Regions from separate parts of the Mus musculus genome. Here all the other regions are linked to region 5. Evidence: chromatin contacts called from public HiChIP or PLAC-seq, Micro-C and promoter capture Hi-C data. All regions are on one chromosome and are shown on one strand. The core of a region is the stretch at or near the end of the contact, and the rest is flanking DNA. Distances in the headings are between cores, read along the strand shown. Region 1 overlaps Ccdc172 (coiled-coil domain containing 172). Region 2 holds the start of Tdrd1 (tudor domain containing 1). Region 3 holds the start of Afap1l2 (actin filament associated protein 1-like 2). Region 4 overlaps Ablim1 (actin-binding LIM protein 1). Region 5 holds the start of Atrnl1 (attractin like 1).

Region 1 (3,222 bases), core at 517-3,016, 910 kb after region 5:
CCTGAAGGCATGCAGGCAACAAAGCAGTGAAGAGCCATGGATAGCAGCTCTGTTGACCACAGACCTAGCCACCAGATAAGTCAGCTCAGTATCCAAGAGGAATGAGCAGGGGTGGGGAAGCCTTTAATACTGAAAGAGGCAGACTTAACAAGGGAGATGGCACTGCTGTAAGCTAAATTGTACCAAAACAGTGACACTTTCTGACAAAGGTTGGCCATTTGGGTCTAGAATGCAACATTAAGGCTTTATACAAATATTTTCATTTTCAGTCAGGAAACAGACAGAGGTAAGAAAGAGAAATCTGTGTTCCTGCCATTAGGAACTTCCCACCCCTTTCTTTATATTGCATGCTGTCTCTTGAGGTCAGGAGCAATTTAGGAGACAGAGTCAATAATTTCTTTAGTTTCTGTTTACTGTAGACTAAACGGCTCACACTGCCATAGGCATGTTAGTGTCTCAGCTCAAACTTGATACGTCTGAAATCATTTCTCACACAGTACAGTTTGTGGCTTTACAGTATTTCCCTATCAGATCCCTCCTTGGCTGTTATCTTGTAACAAAGCAGAGGTAAGACGTCTGCAAGACAGTAATTCTGTGAGTGAGTAGTACACTCATCCTGTGAGTAAGTCAGGATTATATGTAGCTGGACTCTGGTTACTTTGTGGGTTCTTCTTTCTTCCACCCTTTCAATTTCCTAACACTAAACAAGAGAAAAAAGGATGGAGAGTGAAGGAAGAGATCCCTGAATAAAGCCAGGGTCAGTGAGGGGTCGAAGTCATCATTAGACGGCTTCCTGCTGAGTACAGCCTTGAGGTCCTGGGGGCATGGGTCATTTCTGCCATCAGAACATCTCAGTTCTTCTTGTTTCTTTGTGTACAACTACTTAACAGATCACAACCAACAGCAACCAGCCAAAAACCCACCAACATTTCACCTTATCTCTCAGGATCCTAGCATCTATATACACTCTGAAATGTTCCCAAAATTCCCAACATCACACAATTGCAGAAACTGTTTGCAGCTGGAAAGATCACATCCCCACCAGAGCAGGAGGCAAATCATAGTCAGCTGCTGTGGACAGTCTGCCGCCCATACCCCACACCTGGGATTAAGCTGTTGCTCCTGAAGGCAAAACTTACACGTAGCAAAGAACCAGGCAAAGCCAAGTGCTTGTCTCTTAAGTTCTAATAAAGAATAGAGCCAGGTCACCCAATTTCAGTGTCACCTCATCTGTACCCTGACCCATTGATGACCATAGCACTGGGAGGCGGCATGTAGGAAGCCCATCTCCCTTCGGGGCAGTGACTTTCCACCTTCTCCCACTTCCTCTGTTGTGCTTTCCCCTTGGTTGTCACGAGTGTTAAAAAAAGTGCGTGTGTGTGTGTGTGTGTGTGTGTGTGTCTGTGTGAAGGAGAAAGTGAGTGAGTAAGCATGGGTGGGTGTGGCTGTGAGTGTGTGGAGCTCAGAGGACGACTTTGTGCAGTTGGTTCTTTTCCTTCCACCCTCTGTTTTCTGAGAATCCGTATCAGAAACAGAAGTCAAGAATGTCAATCCTGAATGTGTACTATTAGCACATTAACCAGAGCCTGCAGCCTGAGTGCCCGCCCCTTAGTCCAGGACACTTAAGGAAAATACGAGACTCATTTGCCATTTTTTCTCTCTTTTTTTTTTTTTTTTTTTTTTTTGGTAACTCACGTGTACAGTTTTCCAACGTGATCTGTGTCTGAGACACTGTTGAGTCACAGTGTCACACGGCTGGGCACTGCTGACTCATCTGTGTCTGAAGCATTGTTATGGGCAGTGGTGCTGAAGTTCTTTTTATTATCAGAATTACTCAGAGGCAGCTTTAGCATTTCCATTTTAATGCCGTGATTTAGCAAGAAGGATGCTGAGAGACCTGGATTTTAACCCCATGCTTACCCCTAATCAATTAAACGTCCTTTATAAAATCTTGAACTTGTGGGCTGATCTTAGTCTCCTTTGTATAACAGCAATGAAGCGTCGTCGTGTTCTTACACTGAACAAATGAGGGGCTGCTTTGATCCTTTCCTTGTCTGCCCTGCTGCCTTGCGTGTGACGTTAAAGTCTGGAAACTGCATTTCCTGATTCTGCATCAGGGACACGAAGCCCCTCACTGTCCTCCCGGGGGTTTCAGGCATTACCTCAGTCATGCAAATGTATGTCTTTATCTGTGTCTGTGTCTTCAGATACGGTTGATGGGAACTGCACCCAGGACCCAGGTCGGGCGGCTGTGCTACACCTTATAGAAATGGAAGATCGTGTTTCTATTTCACGTCAGCTATTTTTTTCTAAATGCCAGTATTCCTAGGACTTACTAGCTGTAATATTTCAAAATGTCTTTGAAGCCAACCCCGTGGCTCTGGAATAGACTGCTCCCAGGCTCTTTACTGCTCAGTGTCTTCTGGGACACAGATTTCACAACCCGTCTCTCACCTTGAGGAAGTTCTTATAACTAACATAAATCTTGCTTTCTGCAATTTAAGTTGAATTTATATCATTTTTCTTTTCTCTGTAGAGATGAGAACAGCCCCAAGCTGGAGGTAACACACTGTCATGAGGACCAGTACTGAATGCTGCAGACAAACTATTTTAGTTTCTTGGCCTTTCATTCTGACTTTGTCTCAGAAGGAACTGTTTTTAAAGTCCAAATGAAATAATATCGGTGCTTATGAAATCTTTTGCTCTTTAGAATAAAATGGGGCACAAAAGTTAAATTTTTGGGAGGGAGGGGGAGATGGTGGTCTCTGATCCTGTTTGTAAGGATCTGTTGGGTGAATGCCTGCAAGAGGCAAGGATGGATTTCGCTTCCTTAGCTTTCAGCCACCTGCCAGTGCTGACCTTGCTACCTACCACTGAGCCTCTAAAAATAAGACCCCTGAGTAAATGGGTAAAATTCAAAGGTTGGGTTCTCAAAATGTATTTGGGATATTTAGCCAAATTTACGTCTACTTTATGCATAGTTAACGTCATAAACCTGGGTCTGGGCTGTAGAGATTTTCCCATGTTTGGTGGTCACAGCGATTGATTCTTTCTAAGTTGTGAGACTAGAAGCCTGCTCCTTGAAACAAGCTGTCCAGACGTGGGCTTCAGTGTGCATGGTCAGATGCTGCAGTACTCAGCTAACACTTGTGCTGAATGTGGGAGGAAAAAGAAACCAGCTGTGCCCCTCAGGAGCCCAGAGTCTGTCTACTCTGTAAGCTG
Region 2 (3,259 bases), core at 641-3,140, 780 kb before region 5:
TGGGTGGTGGGCTCCAAGGGAGGCTAAAGTGTTTAAGAGCCATCATTAAAAATCGGTTTTGAACAAGCTAAAGTTACAGCAATCCTACATTTGGATTTAGAAATATCACGATGAAATTGGAGATTTATTTTTTTCATGGAGAAGTCGGTGCTACAATATTTGCCTTAGCATGGGGGAAGGCCTGGAATTCAGTCCTGGGGGTGATGGGTGACTACTGAAAAGAATCCCAACAGCCTAACGCACACCCTTACTCTCCACATCTCTATTTTCCACCAAAGAGCCTGGACTGAAAAGTTACAAGGCGTGGCTACGAGTTTGGAGCAAGAAGTGTGTAAAATAGCGTAGGACATATTCTGTTCAGAGGTGGGGCATAACGACTTTCTCCTCTATCACATTGTGTGGAAAGGGGGAAACTTTACGGGGCAGAAATGTAATAAATGTCAGTCATATGATGACGCCTGTTATTCATTATTGTGAATCATGTTCATAAAATGTATCAGACAGTATCCTACAATAAAAGTGTGACTTTGCCTCTGTAGTCTTCCAAACAACTCATACTCCATTCCTATCAAGTGCATCAGACAAACCCCAGGACCAGGAGGATGCTTCCAAAAGCCTCCTCGGTGCTCCTGGAAGCTGTCAATCAGGAGAAACTGCCTTGGCTATGGGAAGATAGCTAAATGTGATGTTAGATTCTGGCTAAAAAGATGTATAGAAGCAGGGCAGGAATCCGAACAAATCATGGGCTTCGTTAATAACAGCAGTTTCAAACATGTTTGTTTTAGGAGAAACTGATTGTAACCTCACCAATGAGAACTCTTCTTTTTCTATATTCTAGAAATTAATAAAAATGAAGAAAAGATAATGACCGGCATGATAGCTGAAGGAAAAGAGAGAAAAAGAAATTAAAAAAGGAAGGACATGACTGCTCCTAGGTATGGTGTAGTAGGAGGTTTATTATAGACATGAGGGAGAGCAGAGACAGAGACATCTAAGAGAGTCCAGAGGGAACCTGACCCTGACCTGGGTTCTGTGAGGAGCCGGGGAGAGGGAGAGCCAGGAGAGAAAAGGGTAGACAAAAGCCTGGAGAACCAACATGGCCAGATTATATAGGGAAAGGCAGCTGGGGGAAGAGCAGCCCAGACCCTGGGCTGGAGAAGTTTAGGGGTTGGGGGTGGGGTATGCCAGTCATACCCTGTAACAGGTAGGGACTGAGGGATGCTGGGAGAACCTATCAGCCAGGTCCAATTTGATATATTAAATAGGCACTCAACCATTCGTCCTGGGTTTGAGACATAACAGTAGTCCATGCCTTTAAAACCCCAGCATTCCAGAGAACCACAGGTGGTTGGTTATCTCTGAGTTCACGGCCAACCCGGTCAACATTGCAAGTGACAGAGGCACGTGGGTCTCTGTGCTCAGGGTCTACATCCAAGTAACAGGCCAGCTAGAGATTACATAATGAGATACAGTCTCAAAACAAAGGAACCGACTTCCCAAAAGTTGTGCCCTGACTTCCACATATGTGCCATGGCACAAAATAAGTGAAAATGTAAAAAGAACAAAGACATAAATCTGAGCATTGCTTCTTAACATTCAAGAAGTGACTGTTTGGGGGCCTGGGTCTGGCGTGTTTAGTTTCCAGAGGAGGCAGGCCCAGGAGAGTAAGCTGGAAAACCAAAAGTCCCTCACCTAGTTAAAATAGCAACCTCAGTGACTCTCAGCGCGGCCTCCGGGACACCTTTCTAGAGAAAGCTAGAAATTCCTGTAAAGCTAGAAATTCCTGGGTGAGCCTGCACCACCACCAAGCACCTGCGGGTGATCAATCAGAGCAGCTCCGCAGGCTCGGCTGCACTGGGCGCGTGGGTGGGGCTGCGCGCACGTGGGAGTAAACTGCGCAGGCGCGGGCCCCGCACCACGCGGCGGCTTTGAGCGTCCGAGGCGAGGTGAGCACGGGTGGAGCTCCTGGACCTCGGAGCTGCGGGGTAGGGCAAACGCCAGCATGAGTGGTCAGCTTCAGAAACCAGTCCGGGCCAGCGCCCTTTCTTCTTTTTCTGGGTCAGGCGGTCCAGGGCGCCCGGGCTCCGGAGCTCGGTTTCCAAGACGGTCTCGGGCGTGGGTCGTTGGGAGCCGGAAGTCCAGAGCTGGACGTTGAGGTCGGGCGTTACACCGGGCGGGCGTTGGGCGGGCACAGGAGCTGCACGTTGGGGACAGGCTGGAAGGGCAGAGACCCCGGGGCTGTCCCAGAGCAATGGGTGTGAGTGGATTCTGGCTGGGTTATAGGGAGCAGAGCCCAGGAACTGGGATATGGGCAAGCAGAGGCCCCGTGCACGGTTTGGAAACGGCGCTTTTAAAGTGTCAAAGTGTATGTGTGTGTTTTTCCACACTCGAAGACTTGTGGATTCAGTGCTTTGGTTGAAGTCACAGCTAGAGTGCCAACTTTATAGATTCTTTCCCTAAACCCTTTTGCCTCCTATAGAATCAGTAGGATTACCAGGTTTATAAAGTGAGATGACTAACTTCTGCTGGGTCACTCTTGGCACTTGCCTTGCCTTTCCTAGACCTCAGGTGTAAGTAAGTTTCTCTATTAGGCCTCCGGAGTTAAGCAGACTGCAGTAGTCTAAGTAGGTATATCAGGTGGGTGCTGGGCCCGAGTCGGATATGGTGGATGGAAGGTGGCAACTATTCCCATCTACTAGTCACTTGCATTTAAAAGTAATGTACTTTAACCATGAGAGTACACCTATCTTAAACGTGCAACCCCTCCTGGTCATGGTTTACCACCAAAATCTCACTCCACACTGAGGTGGGAGGCACAAAGGATAACAAATTCAAGGGCAGCAAACGAAATCTTGTAACCTTGTTCCTCATGACACAAAGAAAGTCTGGGGAGTACGTATTTGTGATAGTGATTTTCGGCGTGCGCATACACGCAACTATGCGCATGCCCGTCCATCCTTGTCCCACAAATGAATTGTTTGCTGCTCCTTGCGGGGAGGAGGGTGTTAGAAAGCAGCCCCCCTTTCCCTGAGTGGTTTAAATCCTTGCCCCTTGTCTAATCTTCATGGTAGTATCTAGGAGGAAGCTACTGCTTCTGCCTGCATTTTATAGTTGCTGAATCCTAGAAAGATGAAGCCGTTTTAAGGAAAATAGCATAGCTAAATGAGGAAGGTGGGGCTTGGGCCTGATTTCTGCTCAGGCTCTTGGTCTACCGAGCCATTGGCTTTTACAGCTCTAAAATGTCTCTCCTGGAATGCAC
Region 3 (3,391 bases), core at 670-3,169, 600 kb before region 5:
CAAATCCTAGATGCACAGCTGCCCACTTGTTGCCTGGTCTCTAACTTGAACCAGTTTGCTGCTTGGGCAAAGAAGCTTGCAATTTGGATCTTCTATTTGGGGCCAACATCTGCTTCAATGTCACAATCCAAGGAGCTGAAGCGACCTTGGAAGTCGGGATTTCCAGTGAGGAGACGCCCAAGGCCCCAATCGGCTCCCCCTCCTCGCCCCCAGGTTCCCTCCCTAAGTGGGGAGCAGCAAGAGCCGCCTCTCTTCTACCAAGAGAGGGGCTGTGGCCGCCAATATTCGAGACTGCATGAGGGCAACTTCAGCCTTTCCCTCACAAACTGACCAGATTCCATCAGAACTAAGACAAGACCTCCCGGATAGACGGGGGAGAGAGGCTAAGTGATTTCTCCTGGCGCTCCTCCCCTACCCCGCTGACTCCAGAGCCCTGACCCTGCATTCACAGGTGAGTCACTAAAAAGACTACGTTAGGAAACTAAAGCCTGCCCGCACAGTTCCCTTATGTGAGTTCCATAAATAAGAAACCATAGAGGGAGATCGAGATTCCTTGGCAACCTGAGCGTTTGCCTTATTACCCTCCCATGGGAAAATAAGTGCAGAGGCAGAATTTCCCCTTGCAGGCTTAACTTAGACAACCCCTAAAAAGAGCGAGTACAAGACCCTTTTCCCAGAGGGAGGCATGTAGGGGCGCACCGACGCATCTGCCTCAGGGGCAGCACCTTGAACCCCCTTTTCAAAGGACCTACTATCTGAGGTTTCTGGATTCCAGCCCTGGGGCTCCAAAACCCTTCGGGCATATCCGGACCGGCCCTCCCACCATGGTTTGGCCAAGATCCCTGGCCAGAGCCAAATCCAAGCTCGCTCAGCTGCCAGGACGCCTACGGGCGCTCCACCTGCTGGGCAGTCCACTGGGCTCCTAACTCACACCCCCCCCACGCAGCTTTGGGGTGCAGGATCCGCAAAGGGCATGGCGAGGCAGGTTACAAAGTGGTAGAGAGACGGACCTTGTCAAGAACAGAATAGCACGCCACCCCACCACATTAGGAGTTTTTTCTGCTACCGGACAAGACTTTTCCGGGAATCTGCAAGAAGCCCCTCAACAAGGCAGCATCCATAGAAAGAGCCCTACAACTCGCCCCTTTGCCCCCAGCAGCCCCTTACTGTTGAGACCTTACTAGGGCCCCCCTCGACTGTAGACATCTTTTCCCCAAGGCAAACTGAAACTGGGGGTGACGGGATGGCTCAGGACACACCCTCGGTTCTCCAACAGGTGAGAAGCCTCACTTTGACCTCCAAGCAGAGACCTCTGCCCCAGGGGCCCAGGAGTATCAAATAGCACGGACGGCATTCTACGCCCAGAAGCCCACCGCCCTGTTCGTGACTCCTCGGTCGCCCTCTCTAGGGCTGCGGTCCCTTGGGCGTAGACTGTCCGTTCTGGACACCTGAGTCCGGGATACCCGGAGCAAGTAGGTGCGCCCTGCGCCCTCACCTTTGTAGCGCTCCATCCCGGGCACGGTGTGCGCTGCTATCGGCTCCGCGCTGAGTTCTCCGCGCTGGACTCCGCGCTGGGCTCCGCGCCCCCGCTGAGCGCTGGCCCCTCCCAGTGAAGTCACGCTCGCCGCCCGACCTCCCGGAGTGGCCGCCGCGCCCCTAGCCCTCCGATCCTGACTCCACCCGAGCCGCCCTGGACCCCGCCAGGGATCTCCACAGCCGGTCAGGACAATCAGCGCTCTGGTCCTCACGCACCCCGCACTGGGCTCCCCGTCCCGAACGCAGATCACTTCCTCCAAGTTGGCCCGAGGGCGGCGGCGCGAAAGAAAGAGCCTGGGACGTCCTCAAAGCCCGGGGAAGACTCCGGGAACAGCGAGCTCCCGTAGGTCTCCACCAAGATCTGTTTTCTCCAGTGTTGAGACTGCGAACCCAATGCCGGGAGGAGGAGACTGAGGGCCAGCGGGGAGGTGGAGACGGACCTAGAGCGCCTCCTGCTTGATCCATCAAGCCAGTGCGCCCACATCCTGGGCCCTCCTGGATTAGCTCCTTGAATTTAGAAGCCGCTGGGGGCCGGCTTTCAGTCCACCTTGCCTGGCACCTGTACATCGTGCACACTTTAGAGCACAGGAAATGACCTCCTTGTAGCCTGCTGCCTGAGCCCAGATTTTATGGGCGTCTTAGCCTAGGCTTTCCTGAGGAGGATTACAGTGTCTGGAGCCTCCTCAGCAAGCCTGGTCTTCAAGAAAAGATGGCACCTGTCCGAGGTTATTTTCACCTCGGAACACATTTAATCCTTTTCTTTTGATTCCCTCCAATCCTTCCAAATTCCTAAATCCTCTCCAAAGATTATGGGGTTTTTGTTTGTTTTGTTTGTTTGTTTTTGGTTTTTCGAGACAGGGTTTCTCTGTATAGCCCTGGTTGTCCTGGAACTCACTTTGTAGACCAGGCTGGCCTCGAACTCAGAAATCCGCCTGCCTCTGCCTCCCAAGTGCTGCGATTAAAGGCGTGCGCCGCCACGCCCGGCTACGTTTTCTTTTAAACTTTCGGATTTCACTTTTTAAACCATGCTTGGACTCTCGACAAAGGCCCGGAATATACACTTAGGGAAGGTTTGTTGTTTTCCGAGAGCCCCCTTCATGCTTCCTTGGAGCAGCAGAGTCAGCTTTGATCTCTGCAGATCTTCCGCCCAGCGATCTGCACAAACACTTTTCCTAGTTAGAGCAGCAGCTCACGTGAACAGAGCCCTCCTAGCCAGCCAGGAGCCTCGCTCAGGGCTGCAAAACCCCAGCCTTTCAGTTTGCCCATTCACCCTGAGGTAGCAGGTCGCTGTCTGTCTCCTGTAGTATAAACAAGTTTAGGGGGAAGGGGGTGGACAAAGTCACATGGGAGGAGCCCTAGGGATGCCTACTTCCAAGTCTTATGTGTGTAGGTCAGAGACCTCCACATGCCACATGCACATGAACACACATGCAAGTACACACACACACACACACACACACACACACACACACACACACACACAGTTGGCAGCAAGAATGGGCATCTCCCAAGAGAATCAGGGTAGGAAGAGGTATTCCGCTGGCCTCCTGTACAGTAGCCCTCAAACAGTCGAGCAGCTGTGTTTCTGCCTTAGTGTTCTCATTCCTACCCCTTTCTTCCTCTTGCAAATGGCCCAGCAGGGCACACACCCTCCGTTCTGTGGTGGTTCCAGACTACTCTCAGTGGAGCCCTGGGTTTTCTTTGAAATGCTCAGTATTGGAAAAGAAGCCTCAAGTCTGTGGTCACTGGTCACTTTTGGCCAGACTCCTGCCCTGCCTGCTGAAGCTGAGTGAGCAGGTCAGGCCCCACTCAGCAGGGCTTCCGAGCTAACCTTCACACTGAAGGCTGAAGAAAG
Region 4 (3,079 bases), core at 528-3,027, 530 kb before region 5:
CAATTATTTTGACACTGTTGTGCTTATGGCACAAGGACAAGATGCCCCAGGAGGGACCCAAAGACCATCATTACAAACGCCCTGTGAGTGAGTTCTTAAATATCAAGAACATGGCTCACTCTGGCATTGCTCAGAGTCTTCAAACATTTTCATTTTGCTATGGAAACTGCTCTAATTTGACATGTGATTAAAAGGCCAGGAAATCTTGGCTCAAGAAGTGTGCGTAGACACACCCTTCAGGCACTCCAGATTAATTCCTCTGTTGAAAATGTACCCCACTCTAAGCCTCACCAGCATCAGCCTATACCCCAACTCTGGGCCGGAGCCACTTCCCTCAGGTGAGGCCAGCCCCTTCCTATGGATGATGGTGACTTCGAGCCAGCCTGCCTCCCAGGGAGGGCATCACGGAGAGAAAAGCACTGCAATTTTCTGCAAAGCTTACGGAAGGGACAAAACAAAGGAAGACCATTCCTCTTGGCCAGAGCCAGTGAAATCTTTTATTCATTTTTTTCCATAAGCTTCCCTAGAGAGTTCCGTGGAGATGTGTTCAAGGGTTTGCTTTGTTTTCTGATCATTTTAGGGAGAGGCTCTGCAAACTGCAGCTATCCTTACAGAGAAAATATGCCTGGCCCATTCCGTCTGGCCTCATTAACATTCCTCTCCATTCCGCACAAAGACTTCATCAGGGATGAAGTTTTTTGAAAAAGGGGGGGTGGGGGATGCGGGATTCTTTCGAAAACAAAAGCCACCCTGTAGAGGTGGGATGGATGGATGCCTGGCTCCTTGGGTGGTTTTTGGGCAGGAGCCCCAGTGCAGTTTTATATCCCTGGAACAAAGTGTCCACAGGCACCAGTGCCAACGCTCTGGGAAGGTAGCCTGTTGCTTGAATACCCGTGCTTCCTCCAAATTCCAAGCTCAGTCTACCTGGTGGATGAATGGACTTAGGGGGCCATTAGTTATTAGCTGTGTGTGCGTGTGTGTGTGCGTGTGTGTGTGTGTGTGTGTGTGTGTATACTGAAGCTGCATGTCAGAAGCAGGGAAAACCGTTCCGATATCGGCAGGCACATCCCTCTGCTTTCCCCTGGCCCTCAATTATTCCGAGATTTTCTCTTTCCTCTACGTAAAGCCTGCCGCTAATAACAAAATACAAAGTAAAGGCTCCCGTGCATGCATGTATGCCAGTGATGAGAGTCAAAAGGAGATAAGAAAACAGGGCCTACAAGTCCAGAGGGGGCAGCGAAGGGACCTGAAAAATCCACTAACTGTTCCTTTGATGGGCGCCGCCTAAGGGTAGGCCCAGGGGGTTCATGAGTCTTGAGTCCAGCTCAAAAATAAATCTAAACCATTCTTTCCTTGGGACAGCAAGAAGATTAAAGTCAGACTCCATTTTCCTTCCCCTGGGACTCTTAACAGAGGGGCTGGGATCAAGCCTGATTATCACTGTGAGGAAAAGTCAGCCCTGCGTGAAAATCTGGACCAAGGCCAGGCTCTAGGTTAGAGTCTGGGCTTTACAACTCCGGAAGTGGAACTCTGCCCTCTAGGACGGCTCTGAGGACTGACCAATCATAGAGCTGATGGCAGCATTATCCTTGCCATAAGCATAAGGTTTTATGCCTGAGTGACTTGTATCCTTTGGAGCTAGAGGCTGCTCTTTTGAATTTGGATTTCAGAAATGAGCAAAACACACCAGAGCTAAGCAATAGTTACAGAGTCTGGGGCAAAACAGTGCATGGTGGTTTAAGCCAAGAGGGTTACCATGGCTACTTGATGAATCATTTTCCCCTAGCTGTACGACTTTTGGGTACTTTCCTAAGTCACTGACTGCCAAGATAAGGCCAACAGAGTCCAACACAAGCTTAAGAACAACAATAGAACATATTTATGGTGGGAGGGAACCCTCTTAGTTGGCCATTTGGACTTTGGCCTCAGGTTTTCTATAAAGGAAAAAAAAAAAAAAAAAAAAAAAAAAAAAAAGAGCCCATGAGAAGCACTTCCCCAAAGCCCAGGAACTAGTGAGCACACAGTGGTGACCTCCAGAGCATCCCATTCTGACCCCTTCCTTACCCGCAGCTTCTCCTCTGTCTTAGTGGACTGCTTACAGTCGGGATGCCACACGGTAGAACCTGGAAAGACAGAATGAACTGTGGGAATAGAGGAAATGGAAAGAAGGCACAGTCCTGTTAAGCAGACTTTCCACAGACCCCTCCCTCCCCAGCACAGGGTCCCACATGTGACCTCTGACCGTGAAGTCAACTCTACCCTTTGAGTGAGTTCTGAACTTGCTGTACACAGGGCACAATGGAGGGCCACAGAATGGAGTCTGAGAGCAGCCTCACACAAGAGATGTTTCCCTTTTAATAGGGTTACATTGTCTTTCTTTTTAAAACATAAATCATTGTTCTTTAAAAAGTAACACCTGAGACCTGAGTCCTTACTACTGGTTCTACTTGATCTTAGAATTAAAGCCATGTTTACATAAGTAACCATCAAAACACCCAAGCCACTTAATGAAGAGAAGTAGAGTCAAACTCAATGGCCCAGGTCCAGGTGTAAAACCTACTGAAGCTTTCATTTTTTTTTTTTTTTTAGGATTATTTATTTTATTTTATATATGTGAGTACACTGTCGCTGTCTTCAGACACACCAGAAGAGGGCATCCGATTCTTTTGCAGATGATTGTAAGCCACTATGTGGTTGCTAGGAATCGAACTTGGGACCTCTGGAAGAGCAAATAGTGCTCTTAACCACTGAGGCGCCTCTCACCCCTCATTCTTCTATTTCTATAGTTGCCCACACTTAGAGGAGAAATCAGATCAACTGGCAACGTTGTTAAACTTAGTTTATAAATCTTTCAACTTTTTAATTAAGTAACAGGAACAAAATCCTTTGGCTTCAATGAGTCAAGTAATGACCGAGGTGGATTTTCTGTTCCTGCTTCTAAGATCTCCCTTTCTCAGACTTCGAAGAACCTTCATGGGTGACACAGGTATCAAAGAATTAAAAAGCTGGAAGTCTCTCTTATGCTCTTACTCTCCTACTCTCACCCTCTCTGTCCCTTCTTCTCTTCCCTATTCCCCTC
Region 5 (3,426 bases), core at 183-2,682:
AACATTGAAAACGCACACAAGTTAGAGGACTTGATCCGTTTCTGCTACCAACACGCACCTCAGCCTTTCTCATGCTATTCCCTCATCTGCGAAATGGGGTTAATAGAGGATTTTCTCTGTGAATTGGGATGATGGAGATTAAAAGAGATGACGTGGGTACATTATTCCCAAAATAAACTCGGAGTGAATCTTAACAATAATATTATGACTGTGGTTACAACCAAAACTTTTCTGCTCCAGCTGTCAGAAATGTCTGGTGAGTTTCACAATCTTGTTCGTACCGCCTGCTCCTTGGTGGAGCTCCAACAACTCTCGAGGGTGCTTGCCTGCAATTTGTGCACAGCTTCCTCTCAAGGGTTCAGCTAACAGGCCCGTATAGAGAAAAGTAGAAGACATATCTCAGCTTATGCAATTAAATCTTGGAAAGTCATCTCAAGGAAGAAATAGATGCCGCTGAAAACGGGAAAGGGCCCTTTCTGGAAATCACTTCTGCTTTTCTGAAGGAAAAAAAAAAGCCCCGATGTCGCAACATTTTTCAAGAGAGAATAGTGTCCCAGACGAAGGAGGAAACATAGACAAGAGAAAAGAAGATTTGGTGAGGTTCCGAGGCAGCGTCGGGAGGGGTGGCTCTCGGAGCAGTTCTTTGTTGGGCATGAGGAGCCCCGATTGGGCGATAAAGAGCCGCCGCGGCTGAGGTCGCCCCACGGGAGCAGCTTCGCGCCCCATGCAGCCCCTCACCCCACTCCGCCCTGTCCCTGCACCCCATAACGTGGTCAGACCGCGGTGCCTTTAAGACTTTGCTGGCTGCACATGCTCAGCTCTTTGTGTGTAGTTGGGAGTTTTTAAGAAAAAAAAAAAAAAGAAGAAGAAGAAGAAACGTGCAGGAGACTCGGGGAGCGCTGGGGCGGGCGCCTCACTTTTGCAGCCCGCGGAGTACAAGGTTGCCTTCCTGCCGAGGCCCCGAGGTCGGAGTGGGTTTCTCCTCCGTGGGCTCCGCGGCGCGGGCCACACCTGGGGACGCACTCCCAGCGGTGCCCGCCGGCCGGGTGGGCGCGCGGGGGAGTCCCAGGTCCCCGTCAGGGGCCGGGCGAGACCACCGCGCCCGGACCGAGGGGGGGGGAGTGGCCACGAGAGTGCGTACGCACAAGGCTGCGGGGACGTCTCTCCGCAGTTTGGGCTGCGACCGCGGCCACAGCAACTGTGTCTGGAGGACGGAGGGAAGCAGGCTGCTGCGGTATCTCAGGCTAGCAGGAGTACCGCCGGGTACCGACAGCCGCCCTCCCCTCCCCGCGTGCTCCTGTTGGACGCGCCCATCTCGGGGGCTCCCGCGCGGCCCCGCCCTCCCGGGCGAGCCTCGGCATTCGGCGCGGGGCGCGGGCGAGGCGGGGCCGTGCGGGTCCCCTCCCCCTTCCCGCCCGGTCCCCTCCCCCTCGGGTCCCCTCCGGAGCGCGGGGCGCCGCCGGCTCTTCGCTCCGCTCCCGGAGCTACCGTGGCTGCAGGGTTCGGCTCGCCGAGGACAAGGTCAGGGGAGCGGGCGGCGATGCCCGAGTGTGACTGGAGGCAGCCGACCGGAGGCCGCCGCGCCTGGGATCCGCCGCTCCGGACCGGTCAGCGGGACGGGGGTCGGCGCCGTTGAGGAGCCGAGGAACAGCAGCGGCGGCGGCGAGGTCCTCTGCGGCCGGGATCCCCGCTCAGCGGCATCCCCGTGCGCTCCCGCGAGCGCAGCCCCGCCGAGCCGGGACGCCGAGGAAGATGGAGCCGGGGGTCCGGGCCCGCTCGGGTGCCCCGCAGCCGGCCTCCCCGGTGCTGTGGAGGGCTCGGCCGGCGGGCGGTGGGGGCGCCTCCTCCTGGCTGCTGCTGGACGGGAACAGCTGGCTGCTGTGCTATGGCTTCCTCTACCTGGCGCTCTATGCTCAGGTGTCCCAGTCCAAGCCCTGCGAGAGGACTGGCTCCTGCTTCTCCGGTCGCTGTGTCAACTCCACCTGCCTGTGCGACCCGGGCTGGGTTGGGGACCAGTGCCAGCACTGCCAGGGCAGGTTCAAGTAAGTGCTACCGTGGGACCCCAAGCCTCAGCCCTGCCCCGCCAGCGTAGCTCCCCGCCCCGCTCTGGCCTCGGGGTCCCCGGGAGGGGGCCCTACGCTGCGCCCCTCCAGCCTCCGGGTGCCCCGGGGAGCTCCAGCAGGCGCCCAGCCCGGGCTGACTCGGTGCTTTCCGCATGTCCTCAGCGGCTTGTCATCCTCTGCGCAGAAAGAATGTTCTCACTCCAATTCGTGCCAAACTCCGCCAATTAGGACAGTATCTGTTTCCATCAGAAACGGAGGAAATAACTCATGAAAAATCCATGAACATTGTGAGAAGTCAGAGGCGTCAGGGTTTAAAGTTGTGGCCCAGCTCCTTCCCTGTGCTGTTCCTCTAGTCAGAGAGCACGCCTCGGTTTAGTAATCGTCGAGTGTGGTAAATAGGGTTTACAATGGGCAAACTACGATCTGTACCTTGTTATAAGTTTCTAGGTTGGTCCTCTCACCCATTTCCCCATAAGTCTATAACTTACTGGAATTTTACGCCTTCTATCCAGAACCTACAGAGAGAAATCCAGGCAGCAATTTAAGTTAACTCGATCAAGGTTATGCAGAAAATGCTGAGTCGTGATTCCAGTCCAGCCAGCTTCACTCCAGAATATGCATTTAGAGGTGTTGGGTTTATCAGGACAGTCATGGCTTTGTGTGACTTTTGACAGGTGTATGGGGGACAGCAGTTTGGTTTTGCTGAAAAGCAAGGTGCTAAGGAGCCTGCATCTCTGGGGAAGAGACACTTCTCCCTATTGGCTGATGCTTATTAGATTTCTGCCTCTATAAAAAGAAGTGGGGTGGCCGTTGGGAAGGCGGAGAAGTGGGTTTCTCTGAGAAACTGCAGGAAAGCGGTCACCGAGAAAGCTTGTCCTAGATATTTAACATGAAGTTTACGGCTGATTGTGGTTGTGAAATAATACTATGTAGATGGCTAGTATTTGTTGTGGAGATGAAAGCAGAATCTAGGTAAAGTATCTCTGGCTTTGAGCCAAAGGTAAGAATATGGCTGACATTATTAATCTATTTCAGGGTGGTTTCCTTGGCGTTTTAATCACAGCATAGTTTTCTTTACTTTCTTTCCCACATTTTTACTGTTGCTCGCTAGAGCAATACCCCATATTAAGTGTAAAAAAATGTTTGTCTTAAATGACACTTTGAAATTTTAAGTAGATTTTATTCTTTAGTTTTTGGTTTTGGTGGGAAATCTTAGGTGAAATTTCATAAAATTGGTTTGGAGCAGTAAGTATTTCCAGAGTTCAAAGTTTTAGGAGTGAATACATAACTTTTACAGATACCTTTAAAGTAATTTAAAAAGAGAGGTGCCACTGAAAAGTTTAAAAAAGTTTACAATGAGAAA

What was found. Hi-C and Micro-C count contacts between places; a contact is called where the count stands out from the background. HiChIP or PLAC-seq counts read pairs in DNA pulled down with a chosen protein or histone mark. Capture Hi-C pulls out chosen DNA fragments and counts their contacts.
Region 1: a FOXA1 HiChIP or PLAC-seq map of pancreatic cancer cells shows a contact between it and region 5. The contact joins the enhancer-like site here to the promoter of Atrnl1 in region 5. A contact is called at or near these places in 2 of 39 promoter capture datasets (the 3T3-L1 cell line and hippocampal neurons) and 5 of 115 datasets of contacts at active chromatin or transcription factors (bone marrow-derived macrophages, embryonic hindbrain, embryonic limb bud and 2 more).
Region 2: a contact with region 5 is called in a Micro-C map of embryonic stem cells, with 3 times the contacts expected there. The contact joins the promoter of Tdrd1 here to the promoter of Atrnl1 in region 5. A contact is called at or near these places in 3 of 39 promoter capture datasets (liver, pre-B cells and second pharyngeal arch cranial neural crest) and 2 of 484 Hi-C or Micro-C datasets (both in embryonic stem cells).
Region 3: a promoter capture Hi-C map of liver shows a contact between it and region 5. The contact joins the promoter of Afap1l2 here to the promoter of Atrnl1 in region 5. A contact is called at or near these places in 1 of 39 promoter capture datasets (embryonic stem cells), 1 of 115 datasets of contacts at active chromatin or transcription factors (embryonic stem cells) and 1 of 9 other capture datasets (liver).
Region 4: a FOXA1 HiChIP or PLAC-seq map of pancreatic cancer cells shows a contact between it and region 5. The contact joins the enhancer-like site here to the promoter of Atrnl1 in region 5. A contact is called at or near these places in 7 of 39 promoter capture datasets (the 3T3-L1 cell line, the C10 cell line, cranial neural crest and 3 more), 1 of 484 Hi-C or Micro-C datasets (cumulus cells), 10 of 115 datasets of contacts at active chromatin or transcription factors (acute myeloid leukemia, astrocytes, cardiomyocytes and 7 more) and 1 of 9 other capture datasets (embryonic stem cells).

The regions. Positions count from the first base shown.
Region 1 is chr19:58,522,480-58,525,701 of GRCm38.p6, forward strand. The region is part of intron 3 of Ccdc172 (coiled-coil domain containing 172); the gene reads left to right. Among named protein-coding and RNA genes, the nearest start is that of Ccdc172, 12 kb to the left of the region's middle. Within about 2 kb of position 1,767, at least 72 of the 459 cell types and tissues checked have an H3K27ac peak or open chromatin away from gene starts, as enhancers often do. A contact at or near this core is called in bone marrow-derived macrophages, extraembryonic endoderm stem cells and pancreatic cancer cells, where this site is marked.
Region 2 is chr19:56,824,319-56,827,577 of GRCm38.p6, forward strand. It overlaps Tdrd1 (tudor domain containing 1), which reads left to right and starts at 1,891. Exons shown (of 26, transcript NM_001002238.2): 1 at 1,891-1,946.
Region 3 is chr19:57,006,656-57,010,046 of GRCm38.p6, forward strand. Afap1l2 (actin filament associated protein 1-like 2) reads right to left here and starts at 1,920. Exons shown (of 19, transcript NM_001177797.1): 1 at 1,496-1,920. The coding sequence starts at 1,511.
Region 4 is chr19:57,077,749-57,080,827 of GRCm38.p6, forward strand. It overlaps Ablim1 (actin-binding LIM protein 1), which reads right to left. Exons shown (of 26, transcript NM_178688.4): 8 at 2,065-2,123. Among named protein-coding and RNA genes, the nearest start is that of Afap1l2, 71 kb to the left of the region's middle. Within about 2 kb of position 1,778, at least 140 of the 459 cell types and tissues checked have an H3K27ac peak or open chromatin away from gene starts, as enhancers often do. A contact at or near this core is called in astrocytes, extraembryonic endoderm stem cells and pancreatic cancer cells, where this site is marked.
Region 5 is chr19:57,609,602-57,613,027 of GRCm38.p6, forward strand. Atrnl1 (attractin like 1) reads left to right here and starts at 1,433. Exons shown (of 29, transcript NM_181415.4): 1 at 1,433-2,042. The coding sequence starts at 1,753.